Linked DNA regions of Oryzias latipes: region 1 is linked to region 2. The links are chromatin contacts, called in public Hi-C maps. All regions are on one chromosome and are shown on one strand. Each heading gives the region's core, a stretch centred on a gene start, on an enhancer-like site or on the middle of the called end of the contact. The rest is flanking DNA. Distances are from core to core; before and after follow the strand shown. Region 1 has its middle 24 kb from the start of LOC110015270. Region 2 holds the start of c6h12orf4 (protein C12orf4 homolog).

The links. A called contact is a pair of places that touch in the nucleus more often than the background predicts.
Region 1: a Hi-C map of fibroblasts shows a contact between it and region 2, with 4 times the contacts expected there. The contact joins the enhancer-like site here to the promoter of c6h12orf4 in region 2. A contact is called at or near these places in 3 of 5 Hi-C or Micro-C datasets (embryo and fibroblasts).

Annotation. Positions count from the first base shown.
Region 1 is chr6:28,379,653-28,386,419 of ASM223467v1, reverse strand. No RefSeq gene overlaps it. Among protein-coding and RNA genes, the nearest start is that of LOC110015270, 24 kb to the right of the region's middle. Within about 2 kb of position 4,754, at least 2 of the 8 cell types and tissues checked have an H3K27ac peak or open chromatin away from gene starts, as enhancers often do.
Region 2 is chr6:28,154,904-28,161,834 of ASM223467v1, reverse strand. c6h12orf4 (protein C12orf4 homolog) reads right to left here and starts at 5,481. Exons shown (of 14, transcript XM_023956058.1): 1 at 5,423-5,481; 2 at 2,836-3,024; 3 at 2,592-2,737; 4 at 2,131-2,312; 5 at 1,592-1,691; 6 at 953-1,077. The coding sequence starts at 3,016. e2f4 (transcription factor E2F4) reads left to right here and starts at 5,588. Exons shown (of 11, transcript XM_004069835.4): 1 at 5,588-5,832. The coding sequence starts at 5,668.

The DNA of each region.
Region 1 (6,767 bases), core at 3,505-6,004, 230 kb before region 2:
AGGATCCCCTTTATGTGGTCTTGGTGCCATTTGCTTTTGCCAGGGCATTTGTTTAAGAAAGATGCCTCTGTGATCCTACATTTTCAAAAAGAGTCACTGCAGATGTCTCCAACATTCCCACAAATTTGAAAAGATGTTTATTGTGCAAACCGTTTTGTTTTTCACATTCAACAGCCTCTCCTTGTCTGGTCTGCACAAAAATAAAAAAAAGGTGAGGTCACATCATCTCAATAGTATTAATTTTCCTTTATATTCTGTCCCCCAGCCGTCCTGCACAGAGGGACCAGTCTGTTTTCCAAAGGTCTTCTTTCTTGCTGCAACTTTGAGTAAAAATCTCACCCCTGGCACATACTCAAAACTCACCAAAATGTGCACTTAGTACCTAGCACAAAAAAAAAGATTTGGTATAATAAACGACCCACCCAAAAAAATGATGATATCACAGCGGGAGAAACCATCCAAAAAAGAATGGGGCCAAAATCTCTAGGGGTTCAAAAAAAGTTACTAACGAAACCAAAACACACGTGTCTGGGATGTCCAGAGGAAGTTCTAATATCATTATGGGATGGCCACAGAACCTACAGCTTGGCAACCATTTTGTGGCACAATGGCAATTTACACTTTTTGGGCCAATATGGAAAAAGACAACCCAGTTGAGTCTACAACCACAATCATAGTTTCATTGACCTTTAACCCTAGAGCACTATCGCCGGGTGATATTCACCCAAGCAAAACTATTTACATGAATTTCAATATGTCGTGTGTCAAGGAGTCTGTGCCTTCACCAGGGAAGTCTCACAGGTCCCAGGAATGGGTGGACCAAAGACCAAGTTTCCAGTATCATTTTATGATTTGTAGAAATTTTTTGTTCTTAAATTCCAAATTTATTATCTTATTTTTTGAGCATGTTTTTCATGAACTTCATATGTTTTTCCTTTTCATTTTGTTACAGATACCACAGTTGAAAATAAAATACTTTAATTTATCAGGTGTTAACATGTTTTGATCTATTTTTTATGACAAGTACTTTCTGTTGGCTATACTATATCGGGTAGAAATTAACCGGCAAAAGTGATGATGTAACATTTTAAAGCGAAATTGTTTTAGGGTTAATCTCGGGAAGATTAAATTGAATAAAAAGATGTACCTTCTAAAAATTTTAACTCCTTTTTAGGAATTTCGGTCAATCACCTCCTAACTCCTTGAGCATCTGTGGGAAGCTACTTGGAAAAAATGTTGGTGTTAGAAGTCGTAGATTTTGCACAGCGTTTGTGTGGCGAGTTCACAAAAGTGGTGTGTCCCTGTTGCATGAATACATGAATTGTCGGTTCAAGCTGAACAAAACTATAAGACATATGATATGGACATATTAGGAATGTTGGCGTGGTTAACAAAAATCCCCTGTTGCCAAGGAAATCCAAAAATCTACCTTTGCCGATTCTTCTAGAAATTACATTGACCTGTTCGTCAACCCGAGACAACCAAAAACTGAAATAGTTGCTATGGAGATGAAACCAACAGAAAGGCTGCCATTTTGGGAGAAGTGTCTTTTTTTTTAATTGGTAAGCAGCCGCTCAGCTAGTGAGGGTGGGTCAAAGGAGGCGGCGACGGCCAGTCGTGCCTCTGGGTCATACGAGGCTTTAATTTTTACATTGCTTTCTCCCAAGAATTGACCTTGAAGTATATTTTCACAAAGTTCGTCTGATTGATGATTGGGTTTTCCAGATGTGTTCCTGTTACTCTTGGTGTTTCTCATTCTCTTCCCCACAGAGGAACGCTTCCTCTTTTGTTTGCTCTCGTCTTAATTGTGTAAGATTGCTGTCTTTATGAAAGTTCAGTGTGCAATAATAAAGTGAGGAAATGAGTCCTATTGCTTCACTCAGTGTTACCATTATATATTTATATATGTCTAATATGTATAGGGTGGCTCCAGGGTTTTAGGTTTCAAAGTGCTAGACATCCCCAACGGATGTTTTCAGATCATCACATCAGTCGGGCCATGCAGAGCTAAACCAGACCCCCTTTCTAAATAAATCCTCTCGTCCCTTTTCTTTATAAGTGGAAATTGTTAAATATTTTTAAAAATCTATATTCGATGAAAGATTTTGCATTTTGAGATTTCTTCAGTTTTTTTGCCCTGTTTACGATGAGAAAAGATTATTTTGCTCTTTGATGTCATATATTCTCAACAATTTATTGCTTGTTGAGCACATTAAGACGCTCCAGCAATGGAAAATTGTAATGTTCAGTGTTGACATTTTTGTTCCTCACAAACTATGTCCACATATGGTGAGACAAAAGCTTGCATGGTCAGTCGAAGCTCCTTTTGAGGAAAAACATCATTTCCTTCCATAAATACGCTTCTATTCCAACATTTTGCAGATGCAAAAGTTGTCATTGATGTGCATAGCAGGACATTCCGACTAACTTCAGCCGCTCGTGACGGACGGTTGTCGTTGTTCAGGGTTCTTGCATTGCAGTTTAATGACTGACGGAGTTTCATGAGTGCGTCTGAGGTTGCTTTAGAACAGAGAGCATTTCGGATTGCTTCTTTATGTTACTCATGTATGTTTTCACATACACTTTCTTTGCACATATTTGAAAGGGGTGTAGAGAGGCTTGCAGACATGAGTGCATGCTTGATTCTTGATGTTACAGCTCTGCATTGAAGCAGCTGCCTTCAATCGGGAACAGTAGTTCTGTTCCTGATTGTTAGTTCAAAAGGGACCCAAGTCCAAAATTTTTCAAAATAGAGATATTATATGTTCTATGGTCTTCAAGGGAAAAGCTATCTGATTATGTGCAAAAAAAGTCCCAAGTCAGTTGTAATGTATTGACCATGCTTGACATTTAAAATGCATTAAGTGCAAAATTCCTGGACTTTGGCCTCTCTTGCATGGGTTTTGCTTTATCCCATAGATGGTAGCACTAGTTATCCAAAATGGCAGCGCCCCTGTTTAATTGAAGAAGGGCCCAAGTCCAGAGACATTAGTTTGCTAGTCCTCTTCATATTATAGCATTTGTAAGCTACGAACTGGTGCTAAATCTGGGTAAAGTATTAATCATTTGGTGTAGCCTCCCTATGCAATTAAAATAATTTGCTGGAAAAACAAACCTCTTGGACTTGGGCCCCTTTTGAACTAATCGATTCAATTAGACTAGCAGCTGACAGATTACAGGATTTGTCTTGATAGTTTGGTCTGTTTCTAGGCCAGAGGAATGAATTCAGGCTTATCTTTAATAAAGCAGTTTTTCCCCATCACCTTCTATCTCAATATATGTTTCTTTGCTTTTATTTATTTAGTTTTTGCTCTTGTCAATGTCTGTTTTGCAGTTAAATATTTACTCCATAGGTGAAACAGAATTGACTCATAGTTTTAATTACAGCTCATTGAAAGCAGATTACATCTCAGCTGGATGCCTCTAAGCTCCTCCAAGTAATATTTTTATGTTGGTTGTGTGGAAGCTGCTTTTGGCTTCATTTATTCAGCGTCCTCGAATGGAAACTTTTGCTCTAAAATGGGATGTCTTTCTCTGCCCTTTTGAAATTTGCACTTCAACATAGCGTTGTTGTTTTGTTTTGGCCTATGTGGACCGGATCGTGCAGATCATACACGTGTTTAAAGACATTCTCCGTTCCTCTCTTGATCTATTCTAAAAGTGTTCCCAGAAAAAGAAAAGAAACAATATTGGAGCTATCTAGCCGTACGGTTTGGAGCCAGATAACAGTTATGACGAGGAAAACAAAGACGTACGCGGATCTGTTTGTCTGTAAACGGATGCATCAGAATGGAGCAGGGCCACAAGAACATGTTAAAAACACAAAAAAACACAATTTTTATTAGTGTGGGTCTTTAAACGTAACGGAATCTATTAATTTCAAGAAAAACTTTCCAAAAAAAAAAAATTAAGGGGGCAAAAAATTATAAAGTGTAAGCACAGAGAAAATCATACATTACAGTGGCTGAATGCTTTCTTATGACTGTGTTTACTGAATGTTGGTGTCAGTTTTAGGTTTGTGCTGGGAATTTTCAAGTGGATTTTCTATATCGCCAAGTGCAGCACAGCTGCTTTCTTTGTTTCCTTCCAGCTGCTGCGTCTTTGCCAGCATTTTATCTTCAACTCCGACATCTTTCGTGTTTTAGCTCTAAACAAAATAAAGCTTTAACCTAAGGTTAACCGTAGCGTATACGTAGCCTGCTTGTGTTCACAAAATAGTTTCAATTTTTTTTCTCCGTTATAAGTCCCATTTCTGACACCAAAGAGGCAAATGAAGCCACAAGAGTCCTCTCCCTGTAATTTTCATGCAGAACGAGAATTTGTAACCACATGTGTGCAAGTAGAACATGTATGTTCGGAAGAGTGGCATTTAAAATCTTTTATTTCTATACATTATTCTATAACTGCTGGATAATGATCCAACTCATCTTGATCAATCATTTTGTCTGAAGTGAAATAAAAGACGTGATTCTTTTGCCACATCTTCCCTTCGCTCCCCACCCATCCCCCCCTTCAGTTGTGGTCAGGGGGGACCTGGCTGGCGATCCCCATGTCATCCCCTATACTCTGTAAAGATGGAAACATTCTCTAAATCCAAGCTCCACGCACAAACCGTAGCACGTACAGCCCCCCCCCCCCCGGTTAGAAATCTCTGTCATGTCCCGCTAGCTAGCGGCTGCAGAGCGGGGAACAAGAGGCCCCACAACTAAGCCAGCTGTTCCAGACTCCCTCGCTGCCCTGGGCCCCACATTCCCTCATTCAATCGAGCTTTGTAGTTCTGACATCTTGGAACAGTTGAGCTGCTCAGCTTCTAATGCTGCTGTAATGCTGAGAGAGGGAGAGACAAAGAGGGGAGGGGAGGAAAAAAAAAAGAAAGAGACAGGCTTTATTTGTGCTTGCTTGTTACGCTCAATCTCTCTGCTCCTCCCTTCTTTCTCCTGACACCCGCTCATCTTCAATCCCTTTACTGTCCTTCCCCAATGCCCCAAACTTTGCTCAAACCCTGTTGAGATCTCAATACGCTCAAGCTTGCAAAATCAAGAACTGGTGTAATTTTACATTTTCTCTAATTTAAGTAATCATGTTACACTGTGTCCCAGTTTACTGTACGGTGACATGGCAGCTGGATCTGCTGGCTGGATGCAGATTCTGTTCCAGACAGTCTAAGTCTAAAGCTACATTCTCACTGACCTTGCCAATGCAGCCTCTACCATTGTTAACTCTCACAAATCAGAATCAGAAAATCAGAAATCCTTTTATTGTCATTGTTGCGCAAGAAGCTTGTGACAACGAAAATCTTGGCACTCTTCAGCTGTTTAGACAATAAAAAATAAAAGAAGTATATATATATTAAATAAAAGCGTTAGAAAGAACCATACATATATATACTGTATACACATGTCCATGTGGTATAAAAAAAAAAAAACTTTTTTTGTGCCCATATATATATGTATATATATGTATATATATATATATATATATATATATATATATGTATATATATATATATATATATATATATATATATATATATATATATATATATATATATATATATATATATATATATATATATATATATATATATATATACATGTATGTACATGCATTGCACATAAACCTTATTGTGCACTTCCGAAGTGCTAAATATTGCACAGGATTTGGTAAGTTTACAGTTGTTACAGTAGTGCTGTTGGTCTTTTTTGAAGGCTCATGTTTTGTTTAGCAGGTTGACTGTTTCTGGGGAAGAAACTGTTCTTCCGTCTGTTGGTGTGAGCCTTGTGAGATCTGTACCGCTGGCCTGAGGGCAGCAGTTAAAAAAGGTGGTGGTTGGGATGGAAGGAGTTCTTGATTATATGTTTGGCTCAGCTTATATAGCGAGAGCTGGCGATGTCTTCTAGGCCGGGCAGTCGATCACCCTCTGCAGAGCTTTCTTGTCCACAGCCGAGCATCCTGCGTACACCGCTGTGATGCAGGACATCTGGAGGCTCTCTATATGGTGGCTCTGTAGAGGGTCTTCTTCTTCAGGCTGTTTGTCCTAAGTATTCTCAGGAAGTGGAGACGCTGCTGGGCCTTCCAGTCCAAGAGAGGTCCTTGGTGATCTGCAAACCCAGATATTGAATCAAGTGGACCTTATCTACACTGTCCCTTTTATTTGCAGTGGGGGTGGGTCACTCTGCCTTTTCTGAAGTCCAGAGCGGTTTCTTTTTTTTTGGTGGTGTTCAGATGGAGGTTGTTCCCTGAACACCACCTTTCCAGTCTGATGACCTCATCCCTGCAGTAGGATTCCTCCTCCCCTTGAGATGAGCCCGACCACAGTGGTGTCATCAGTAAATTTGATGATGGAGTTAGACAAGTGGATCAATGTGCAGTCCAGTTACCACGTCGCTAAGGAAGTTTTTAATACGTTTTTGAGCTCCATGTACCAAACGTACGTCCATGTTTGTACAAATTGACAGCTGTGTTCTGATATGTGACTGACTCGATGGCATATAATTCCAGCTGGGCACAAACCAAACATTAATTTCTCCTTTATGATTGACTTTCAAAGTTTGGCACTTCGAATAATAGGATGCTACCCATGCGTCACTGCAAAATCTGAGTCCCTGATTGGTCAAAATTAAAATGGTTTAACTTTCAACGTGCGTTCAATGGCCATGGGTTTTGTACATAGAGCAGACTTGAAACTTGTGTAACGTCACGTAAACGAGTCTTGAACACGGAAGCACGAAACGCGCAAATACGTGGATTTACAGAGACTTTTTTTC
Region 2 (6,931 bases), core at 4,232-6,731:
ACTCAAAAACACAGCTTTGGGTGAAAGTTTTCTTTCCTCTCTATATTAACAAAGCCTGAATGCAAAAATAACCAACTTCAGATAGAAGATAGAAATGTTAGGATTTTGTGTATTTATCTTCTAGCAAAGTTTTGACATCAAACTCTTAAAACCTTAATGAAAAAAAAACCCATAACATCATTCAAAATTAAAACAAATGTTGCTAAATGTAAAAATATTTCAAATCTGTCCCAAACTAAATTGCAGTTAATTAAATGCTACTACTATAAAACAGGCAATTTAAGACACCGACACTATTTTAAATTAAATTAAAAAGAACTACATTGAAGTCAAATTTATTCCACCGCTTACAAATGATCGAAAGAATGGTTTTGTTAGAAACATTGAGCCATTTCTAATAATTTTTCCTTCAGTCATCTTTAAAACCTTAATGGAATTTTTTCTCATTTACAGCCATATAAACACAAAAAATATCATCTGAGATGAAGATCTTTGCTAAAACTACAAAAATCTGTCAAAAAAGCCTTAATATTCCCATGGTTATGCATTCCAAAAGCAGTTTTTCTCTTAACTTATGAGTGAAAAACATGATAAAAGATGCACTTTTTAAAGTATATATATATTTCTTTTTAGACTGGAATAATTTTTTGAAAGCATCTCTGACTATGGAAAAATGGAGAGTCCACAAAAAGATAGCATACTGGATTTTGGATCAGGAGCGCCATCTAGTGACAGTTAGCACTTGTTACCATCGCGTTTATCTGCTCAGTGAGACCTGTGGTGGGGTTCAAACATGTGAAAACTGTTTATGCTTGTGGATGAAAGAGAAAAAAGCAGTCTTCTAGAATATGGTGTTATTATAAAAAGAACCAGGTCTCATTTGTGGCTGTGTTAACAGCATGGCGGTGCCACACAGTCTTAACATCATCATCAAAGTTGAGTGAGTACTGACTTGATTTGGCTGCTGTTGTTGGATTTCTGCAGATCCTGGTGCAGCTTGATGACCCACTCTTGATATTCCTGCTTCTGAATGGTCGTCACTTGCTGCAGCTCAGTACTCCACTTGTTCTCCAAAACCTTTTCAAAGAAAACCAATTTGGATACATTATGGTGACAGAGAAATCGAAGAAAGTTTCATTTGGTGGACAAAGACCGAGCTTAACTGGAATGAACTCTGGCTAAATCGCCAGATTATGTGGGGCGACTACTTTTAGAAATACTCCCACAAACTAGTGAATTAGTGAAAGTCCCGCTGCCTCGGCAGAGTGACTATCATCAATAACTAACTACTACACATGTCTGCAATATCTTGACTTCCGTGCAATCACACACAATATATATTATGCTGCGCTCATAGCAACTCAACTCATTCCATTCTATTTTGTCCATACATATTTAACTTTTAACTGTTTCTGTACATATTGTACATTTTTTTTGTTAGAGATGTGAGTACAGTATTTCTATTTTATTTTATTTTATTTATCTTCATCACTCCAAGGCTGCTGCAGTTCCATTGTATCATCATGTACAATGACAATTAAAGGATTCGGATTCTGATGAAATGATCTGCACTGCTCTTTTATTTTCTTACCTGCTGAGCATCAAAATGTTGAGAAGCAACTGCATTTACATCATGGTCACTCAGAGTACTCCCCAGCTCGTGCATCACTTTGTCCATTTCTGCCGCTTGCCTACCAGGAAAGAAAGAATTCAAAATGCTGATAACAAAAGAGGAACATAAAACAAAGAATTTTTGAACTTCCTTTCTTTCAGGATAGCCTCCATCTGACCTTCTCCTCTGCATCCTCCTGACTCACACCAACCACCCTCATGTCCTCCTTCACTACATCTGTGAACCTCCTCTTTGATCTTCCTCTAGTCCTCTTTTCTGGTAGCTCCAACCTCAGCATCCTTTTACCAACATCATCACTGTTCCTCCTCCCAACATGTTTAAACCATCTCCATCTGCTTCTCTGCATTTATCTCCAAAACATCTAACATGAGCTGTCCCTCCGATTCCAAGAAACAACATCATGTCTCACTATTAGGGTGACATGAGGCAAAATGCACAGTGAACATGAGAAATCGTCTCAACTGCCTTTCCATGAAGTAAGAACATATTCAATGCACCTTTCTTGTAGCTTCTTGATCTCCATGTCTCTCTCACTGATGAGCTCAGAGATGCTAACGAAATAGTTGTGCTCCAGGTTAAGGAGAGTATCTGAGGCAGGAGAGTGGATCAGTTCATGGTAAACGTCAGCAAAGTCTTCATCCCAGCTGGGCTCTTCAGGGCGAGCGTGCTCCAGTGTCGTCTGAAACAGGTTTTAAGCAGCAGGATGTCACCACAGCAAACGGGTCTTTCTTTGTCTCTCTTCCCATTACAAAAGCATTGATGCAGACGTTTCTACAAACAGGAAAAGTTGTGTTTGGTTTGCCTCATCCTGGGCTCTAAATAGAAAAGAATCTGCACCATCTATATTAACTGTGGTACTAATGGTAACTGCGAGAAAAAACTGTCAACTGGCTTCTTTTTTTTATGAGGGTTTTGATCACCAATACTAAAAATGCTGAAGTGAAAGAAGTGTTTTCACCTCCACATACGACCTGCTCCATGCGCTGGCGAGGTGGTTTACATCCACTTCTCCGGTTGAGAGTCTCTGCAGGGCCAGCTCGGCCTCTCGCTCATATTCCAGAAGGGTTTCTTTCTCAATGAAGTTGAAAAGGGAGACTTTAAGCTCTGCAAATGCACCAAGAAACATGGGCATCATTTTTGACATATAAAACTGAACGACGGTAAATCAACTTAGTATTTTTAGTACGTAAATGAACTCTCACCGTTTTCAATGAAACATGGTATTTTATGAAGCATCATGAGTCGTCCGTGAAGGTCACTGACGTTGACCTGGGCAGGAAACTGTAGGGGCACCTTAAGGACACAGTTGTATTTTCCTGCCCTGAAATCAAACACAAACTCCTTTTTGGTGGAACTGCTTGCTTTCCCTTTGCTCTTCTTCATGCTGATGCCTGGAAAAAAAAAGTATACATCTCTTGAATTTCTTAAATTTGTGGAATCAAGTCAAGTCAAAGAAAAAAGTAAACATAGACATGAACAATGAATTTATCATCCAATGATTTTCCATTTCAGATTAAATCATAAAGCTTCACCAATTAAGCACACATACCTAACGGTTTTAAAACTCATGCTTTTAACCAAGGAAACGCAAAACTGTCTTTTCGTTTAAAAATGTATGCTAACCCATTTTGCTAGGTTTACTACCAAATATTATTCTTTAAAAAAAATATTAAAACGTGTTTTCCAAAATGAAATCTCGAAGCATGTAATTAGTGCAACACATCTCCAATGAAACTTCACAAAATCTCTAATGAGACACGTTTACCTGAGCCTGAATGTATATACTGAGGTGATTTCCGTTGCTGCGAAAACTAGCTAGCTTGTTTTTGTCCCAGTCAGCTGACCGTTGCCTACGGAAGCCGCATGTCGTCAAAAGGCTTTCGCAAACCCCACTGTGCGCGGTTTCTTATTTAAATGTTTGTCTTTGAATCTGATCAGTATAGCACTTTTTTGAATGTTAGGAACTATTATTATTTATCAGTTAAAACAGATTTATTGTGACAGAATAATATTATTTTACAGATTGTTGTGAACATTTCTTATGTAGTCTCCCTCTACAGATCATTTAGTCGTAGTTTTGTCACGATTGGGATCACTTAGTTTTGAATCTAAACATTCCTTGATTTAATAATAGTGTAAAATATTAACTTTTATAAAGCCTCACAATTAAAAAAAACTCCATCAAACTACGTAGAATTTGAGCATTATATATAATAGTATATAGTTGTGTGCTAAAGTCTTTAGCAGAAAAATATTGTAAACGAAGAAAGCTTTTTACAAATGAGAGTTGATAATTTATTTTCCTTTTTCAACAAAATTCAGTAAATAAACAAAAAGATTCTAATCAAATCAATATTTAATATCACTACTTTTGTTCCTTCAATCCTGCATCAATTCTGTTAGATACACTTCCACAAAATCAAAGATTTTTGTAGGAATACCTTCAGGTCCATCATCGAGAATTTATACCAAACAAATGCTAATGATCCCTAATGTCACACATAGATTGAAACCTGGTCAAGGACTGAGTCAGGAACAGCTGTGATGGACGCTTAAACCTGGGGAGAACAGCCAAACTCTGCAAGGTGAGGTTGTGAAAGACATGCACATTTCTAACATCTTGTAGTTAAATTAAAAAATTTTACTGCATCAAGTAACTTATAAACTTAAAGATATGTAGTTCAGGGTGTAGCGGTTCATTTTAACAACAAATCAATTTATATCATGATTTGCTGTTCCTGATACAATTAATAGCCAATATTGGTTCATTTTGAACGATCCAGTTCAATCACTGACCTAAAATCCAGCCAGGACATTTTTAGCCAAAACTTTTAAACCAGTGTGACTCTGGTACTCTGATACTTCTGGCAAGTGTAGAGTTGATGTGTACACATAAACAAGTAAACAAAAATTAAAAGAAAATCCATTCAAATTTTGGTTTCATAAAGTTGTAACACATGACCACATGTCTTTACACAATTCAAAGTGTTTCCACACATTGGACTGTAACATTCTTTTTTATTTTTTGGCTGCCACCACATATGTGTTGTCTGCTGTGATGCACTTGGTCGCTTTTATGTTACGGTAAAATAAACCTACCATGTCTCCAAATGCTATTTTCCAATCTTGACATTTTCGATTTATTTAATTTTGAAAAGATTTTATAATAGTTTGAATAGATAATAGATTAACAACTGCCCTAGAAAATATGTAGAAATATAAAATTGTTTCACTGATTAAGTCGATTAATCGTTACACCCCTATAATAACTTTTAAACTTAAATTATGTGGTAACATTTTTGTGGTTAAAAAAAATAAAGTCGTTAGGATGCAATACTGAACTCAAATAGTTAAATTCAAAATATTTAATTTACAAACCAATGTTTACACAGTACACTAATTCGCACTGCTTTGCAACCTTGAAAATGTTTCAGTCAATGACAATGTGGTTTGGAAGAAAAGCTTTAGAGGGGAAAATAATTTTCAAATATTCATTTGAAGAACGGTGCCTGCGTGTGCGCGCGTGGAAGTGCGTTTTCTTCAAGTTTAAGTTGCTAAGAGTTCGAGTTAAACTTTCTCCTCTACCAAAAATTCTTGCAACCAATACTTCCCCTAAAATCGCAATAGAAAAACTACTAACCGTCTTTTTTCATACTTTTTTCAATGTTACATTAAAAATAAATCACTAGAAATACATGTTCGTGCTAGCAAATGTATTTTTTACGTGGTTTTATTTTTTCATGAACATTTGCACACGGTCCCTAAAACGAAAGCACCGTCCCGTCATACCTCGCGTGGCCAACGGCTCTCCACCGACTGCTCCTTCATTGAATTTCCATACTCGCTGCTTCAGCTCGATTTTGCTCAGTTATTTTCAGAAAAGCAGCTAGTATTGACTCGTAAATTTGCACCACACCATCCACGCGTGTGTGTTTCGAACTGCGGCGGTGGAGCTTTCTTTCTTGGGCTCGCTGGCTGGATTTAGTCGGAAAGCAGGCAAGAGAAGAGGGGAAGTACGGAGCTGATCCGGAGCAATGATGGAGCTGGAGACGGCCAGTAACAGAGGCGACCCGGGAACCGTGGGAGACTCGCTGCAACCGCAGACGCCGAGCAGGCACGAGAAGAGCCTGGGCTTGCTCACGACGAAGTTCGTCACTTTATTACAAGAGGCGAAGGACGGAGTCCTGGATCTGAAAGCTGTGAGCTCTTTGTTGTTAGCTAGCACATGTCACTTTGAGCCAGCCCGCAGTCGTTAAGTTACATGGTATCTAGCTAGCATGCTAGCCTAGCTTAGCTGTGTGACAGGCTAATTTGAATGAAAGATAGCTTTGCCTTCTAAGTTTGTTGTTTTAGTTCACCACTTTTACAATTAAAATCACATTTAATATTTTATGGTGCAGATTTTTGCCTTTCTGAGTGAAGAAACGAAGTGAATTTCAAGAACACCGGTCAACTTTTTTCGACTCTCTGCCCCCCTGCAGATTCAAAGTTTAGAAAGTGGGTCAGCTTTTGTCATTCTACTCTCAGTTAAAGCCACTGCACCTTCACACTTGAGCAAGTTTGTTTTATGATTGATTGCGTCTTTGTCCACGAACGACATGCGTTTATAATGTTGCTTTTCAGAAATGACTCAAAGCGTGAAGTAGTACTCGCACAGATGTTGATTAAATTAGGCTAGCTTTGTTTTTCACAGTACAGGGGCCACATTTCCACATTTCCATCACTAGCTTTAATGCAGGAATGTTTACTATTGGGATTCTGCTAAAGTCCCACATTGTTTGATGTAAAAGCTCAAATAGTTTTCTACAAATACAAAAAAATATATAACGTTTGCACTTTTCATATTTTTACATTAGGGGTGTTACGATTTATTTGAACAATTTGATCCACTTTATAATTTGTGCTTCACGACATGATTTATAGTCCGGGACATCTTTAGCCAAAACATCAATCAGTGGGACTCAGAGATAAATAAATGGGTACTGAACAGTGTCACTTGTATTTCTTGTAAATGTAAATAAAATGGCTTAACAAACAAACAAGTAATTCCCATTTTAGTGTCAAAGTTCAGCCCACTTTTGCCATAGATAGGGTTGTTACGAATAATCAGTAAATCGATTTATATTGCTGCGATCCAACCAGATTGACCTGAAGCAAGTTGTTAATTGAGTCAACGTGTTTTATTATTATAAAATCCTTTCAAAATGAAATAAATCAATTATATGGATATAGGAAAACACCATTTGGATTGAGGTTCTGAAGGTTTATTTGACCATAACTGTAAAAATAACCGAGTGC